Linked DNA regions of Capra hircus: region 2 is linked to region 1. The links are chromatin contacts, called in public Hi-C maps. All regions are on one chromosome and are shown on one strand. Each heading gives the region's core, a stretch centred on a gene start, on an enhancer-like site or on the middle of the called end of the contact. The rest is flanking DNA. Distances are from core to core; before and after follow the strand shown. Region 1 has its middle 19 kb from the start of NENF. Region 2 overlaps DTL (denticleless protein homolog).

Region 1 (2,727 bases), core at 165-2,664:
CACCGGTCCCGCCCGTTCTGTGAGGTTCTGGCGTCTGGCTCTGGGCCACCCTTTCTTCTGAGACTGTGCTCCCCTCCCCTCCATCAGCTGGAGATACTAACCAGACCTCAGTTGTCACACGTGGGCCCAGGCCCCCAGCACGGTGCCTGTCACATAGAGGTTCTCCATACATGCTGGGTGTCTTGTCTTGTTTAGTATTTATTTTTGTTTATTTAGTTGGCTGCTCCGGGCCTTTGTTGCAGCATGCAGGATATTTGACCTTCATCTCCATGTGCAGGAGCTTCAGTTGCAGCATGTGAGATTAGTTCCCCAACCAGGGATTGAACCCAAACCCCCTGCATGGGGAGTGTGGAGTCTTAGCCACTGGACCCCCAGGGAAGTTCCTCTTCTCTTCTCCTTAGGTTCCACCTCCTGGGCTTTTCTGGGAACAAGAAACAAAGACTCAGCCAGGTAACTGCAGCAAAAGAGGTTTTCTGGGAAAGAAAGGCTTTCCTGGAAAAGGAAACAGAAAGGCCCAAGATCCCAGGAGCCAGCCTCTGTCCCTCCCCCAAAGGCATCGGAGCATCCTGCCCCTGTCCCCCCACTGCAGCTTCCACCTCATTCCCTCACACTTGGAGGTTATCTCAGGAGTGCTCCCCATGGCGCCCTCAGCTAGCTCAGTTTCTGGAATTTTCCAAGGCAGGAACAGATGGGTCTCTACCTGGTCGGGACACAGTTGCTGGCTGGCCAGACCTATGGGTGAGCCACAGGGGTGGGTGACCGCGCGGTGGCCGGTCACCTGCAAAGGTCCTTCCACCCAGGTGGAGGGACACGGGGACCTTCGGGAGGAGCCCTGCCCCCCAGAGGGCTCTGTGTGCAGAACAGGCCAGCCGGCAGGAGGGTGGGATGGGGTGGGTGTGCCAGAGGCTGGAGCTGGGGTCGCACGTGTCCCCCTCTCCTCCCTGTCTTTCCTCCCTGACACGTGGAGGTCCTCGCAGGGAGGAGCTGAGAACAGACCCGCTGACCTCTCCCGGACAAGCCAGCCCCTCTTTCTCAACAGGGAGCAATTAATAACCACCTGCAGGGGCACCTGCTTTTGATCTTTCCAGGGCCCGAAAGGCCCCCGAAGGCCAGGACAGGGGCTGGGCCACCTGAGCCCGGTGAGGAGCACCTAACCGTGTATCAGGGAGGTGGCGGCCGCGGGAAGCCCCGGGAGGGCAGCGTACGGAATCGCCAGCAGCAGGGATGCCCGAGCAGGGTTGGGCCCAGACCTCTGAGGTGGGGGTGGGTCGGCTGGTGGGCCTTCTCTGGGGTGGAGGTCAGGACGACAACGCTGGTCCTGCAGCCTGGACTCGCTGCGGCAGAGGGGAGGAGCCCGGCTTCCGCGGCTTGGACGGGGAGCCAGGCGAGCCGAGCTCCCTCCAGAGCGCCAGGCCGCTTCCGGCGCCTCCTACCCGCAGAGAGGCGAATCGCGAGCCGCCGCCAAAGCCAGAAGCTGCGTGCCAGTCCCAGCCCCCGCGCCTCAGAAAGGGGACAGAGAGAAAACCAGCGCGCCAAGAGGGGAAACTTGTTCTCCTGCACGTGTGTGTGTGCACACATCGATATACACGCATAGATATACATGCACACAGCTACACATGTAGATATACACAGAGATATACACAGATATGCACATATACACACAGCACAGAGATACATACATAGATATACACACACACTACACCCATTGATATGCACACACTATACACAGAGATATATACATACACACAGATACAGGCAGGTACACACAGGCACACACATGTCACACACGCAGATGTGCACACACAACACACACAGATACACACAGATATGCACACAGTATACACAGAGATACACACATACACGCAGATACAGACAGGCACACACAGACAGGCACTCACGTCACACACACACAAATGTACACATACACACAGACACACCACACACACAGATGTACACATACACAGACACACAGATACACACACACATACACTCACCACAAACACAGATACACATCACACACAGAGCTGTGTACACATACAGAAACAGATACACACAGATACACAAATACACACATATAGGTACACACCACACAGGCACACACACTGAGGCCACAAGCTCCCTCCCTGCAGGCTGGACTGTGGGTCATGCCCCTTGAGTGTCGGAACCAAGTCAGACAATCTCATGGCCTTGACTGGGGTGGGGGGTGCTTTTCTGATTCTGAACTGTCTGCCCCTGGACCCATTACCTCTCCAGCCCCAAAGAGCCCTCTGGTTTGAGATCCTGTATTAAAAGGAAGCTCAACATTTCCATCTCTGGAGAGACATCTTGGCCGATGGTGGGGAAATGCCCACCCCTGTCCTGGGAGAGAGTCTTCTGCATTTAAATTGATCATTACACAGGAAACACAGTGAGACTCCTCTACCAACAGAAAGTGAAAGCACTCAGTCCTGTCTGATTCTTTGCAACCCCATGGACTATACTGTCCATAGAATTCTCCAGGCCAGAATACTGAATTGGGGAGCCTTTCCCTTCTCCAGGGGATCTTCCCAACCCAGGGATCGAACCCAGGTCTCCTGCATTGCAGGTGGATTCTTTACCAGCTGAACAAGGGAAGCCCAAAAATACTGGAGTGGGTAGCCTATCCCTTCTCCAGTGAATTCCCCTACCCAGGAATCGAACTGGGGTCTCCTGCATTGGAGGCAGATTCTTTACCAACTGAGTTATCAG
Region 2 (2,700 bases), core at 132-2,631, 330 kb after region 1:
ACATATTCAAACACAACTTTTTACATGCATGTTCATAGTAGCTCTGTTCATAAAGCCAAAAAAGTGGGGACTTCCCTGGTGGCCCAGTGGTTAAGAATCCACCTTCCACTGCAGGGGACATCGGTTTCCTCCTTGGGGGGTAATTAAGATCCCACATGCTGAAGGACAACCAAGTCCACACACCACACTGGAGAGAAGTCTGTGAGATGCAACAAACGATCCCGCATGCTGCAACCAAGACCAGATGCAGTCAAATATATAAATAAATGAATAATTTTTAAAAAAAGCCAAAAAGTGGGAAAGTTTAAATGTCCATCAACTGATAAATAGACAAATAAGGTCTAAACATCCAATGGAATATTCCCTCCATAAAGAGGAATGAAGTACTGATATATATAAAAATGGATAAATTTTATGAAAGCAAAGCCAGACATAGAAGATCATGTCTCTATATAATTCCATTTATAGGAAATGTTCAGAAAAGGCAGATCTACAGAGACAGAATGAAGGTTAGCAGTTGCCAGAAGTTGGGGGAAGGGAGGAATGGAGTGACTCCAAAGGTTATGGGGTTTCTTTTGGGAGTGATAAAAATGTCTGGGAATGAGATGGGATGGCTGCACAATACTGTGACTATACCAAAAAAAAAAAAAAAAAGCACTGAACTGTACACTTTAAAATGACTACAATGGTGAATTTTACAGTATTCAAATTCTACACCAATCTAAAAGAAAAAGTGGAGGGAAGGGCATGTTGTAGGCTAGAATGAGAGCTTATGTCCAACAACTTTTTATGAAAGTCAGTAACAAGTGTTTTCACAGTTGAGGACTATCCTAGTATGGTAAAGTATATTTGGTGACTACTCCAAAGAAGATTAATTTCTTCTAATGAAAATCAGGTGACTTAAATCTTTGATTCTTATTCAAATATGTTTTTATTTATTGTCCCTTCACTATAATATTCATTATAATTATAATAAAAATATTATCATAATGACATGATTTCACTTTTGAAAACCTCCCTCTACTTTTAAATAGGAAGAGGAGACTAATTAAGCCCAATAGACATTTACATCTATGCATTCTGGGAAAGGTCAAAACACAAAAAATTGTCTTCTCTTACAAATTTTAGTTGTTACAGAATAAAGGCTTAACTCAAGGCAGGAGAAATTCCTAAGTTAAAACTCTCAGAACAATGAAGGTACCTTTAGAAGCAACTGGCCCTAATGTACAGACCTCATAAAACATTTTGTATACTTGAACAGGCAAAAAAGATCAGCACCTTTCCTCAAAAAACCTCCTTACTCTGCCCAGTTAGAGACCAAACCTAATCTTCATTTCTGCCATGAGATCATTTACACTTCCTAAAGTGTCAGGCTCAATGTTTCGCCAGTCAGCGGTAGAATGATGGTGCCAAATCAGTTTATTTATAACCACTTTAATACTATTCAGTGGCTCTATCAGAAATGAACCAGGGAAGGGGGCAGGGGTTAGGGTAGGACAAGGAGTAGGAAATTAAATAAGAAGAAAAAATAATATTAAATCTTTTTACTCTTGGGCCTCAGTGTCAGAAAGCCTAATTAAATTACATCTCCTCTTTGCTGGGCAGTAGTTAGGACTGGAGGGCCATTCATTCTCTTCTGCCCCGAGATCTAAAACTCCATTCTTTCACCCCATTTTCTTGCGCCCATGGGATTTTTTTGGCATAGGAAAATCCTTATACCTGAGAGAATTCTGACCTAATTGTCTGACTACTCAGCTTGTGTGTAACTGTTTTTAAATTACACACTACATCCCACCCCCCTTTTCTTACCATGGAAAAGGAAAACTGAGCCACCTCACCAGGCAAATTCACTTTTAGGAGCAGTAAGTTTGCCAGGATCTCAAATATCAGAACCTGCACACTGAGTTATGTGTGGACAGGCAGGAGAACATCATGTCTGAACCACATCACTCAGCACCAACATGTGACCCAGCCTAGAATTCAGAAAGGGTCACCCATGTGTGTGATACTCACTGACTGGATGTTTGAAAATGAGTTACTAATGAACAGCCAAGTATCTTTACTCCTTGTCTTTAAGGAGAGGAAGCATCCCTCAACCCAGATTTTCTGGAACCAAAAAAAAAAAAGGCAATCTTTTGTACCAGAGCTAAGAGGAACTTTAGAAACTGGCAATTAAAAAAAAAAGAAAAAAGAAAACAAAGCCAGAAAACAAACAAAAGTATTGGCAATAAACTATACACACACACACACACACACACACACACACACACACACTCAACTATATAACTAAAAAGCTGATTTTAAAATATGATGAGTGCCTAAGTTGTTTTGTGCATAATCCTTTATTATGCTTTTTGGTATGTTTGCAGTTTTACTTTTAAGAAAAAAAATTTAAAAGATACTGACCTTGGTAGGAATAAAATCCTCTAGCTAAGTTGGGAACCAAAGCAGAAAAAGGAATGTAGGTAAGATAGTGAGGGAAGGAAAAACCAAAAGATAATAAATATGCAGCACAAGACCAGATTATGAAACAGAAACACTAGTGCTAGTCACATAAAGTTTAAAGCTCAAGTAAGAAGAATTTTATAGACAGGAAGTTATGTAAAACTCTTATCATGAGAGTCTCAAGTATATATTTTATAAGAAAATTTTCATTTAAAAATACAGTAGGTGTGTGTGAAGAAAAAGAGGCAAGGTAAA

What was found. Hi-C and Micro-C count contacts between places; a contact is called where the count stands out from the background.
Region 2: a Hi-C map of blood shows a contact between it and region 1, with 4 times the contacts expected there. The contact joins two enhancer-like sites. A contact is called at or near these places in 4 of 5 Hi-C or Micro-C datasets (blood and liver).

The regions. Positions count from the first base shown.
Region 1 is chr16:69,766,552-69,769,278 of ARS1.2, forward strand. No RefSeq gene overlaps it. Among named protein-coding and RNA genes, the nearest start is that of NENF, 19 kb to the right of the region's middle. Within about 2 kb of position 1,415, at least 3 of the 5 cell types and tissues checked have an H3K27ac peak or open chromatin away from gene starts, as enhancers often do.
Region 2 is chr16:70,092,875-70,095,574 of ARS1.2, forward strand. All of the region lies in intron 11 of DTL (denticleless protein homolog), which reads right to left. Among named protein-coding and RNA genes, the nearest start is that of INTS7, 32 kb to the right of the region's middle. Within about 2 kb of position 1,382, at least 1 of the 5 cell types and tissues checked has an H3K27ac peak or open chromatin away from gene starts, as enhancers often do.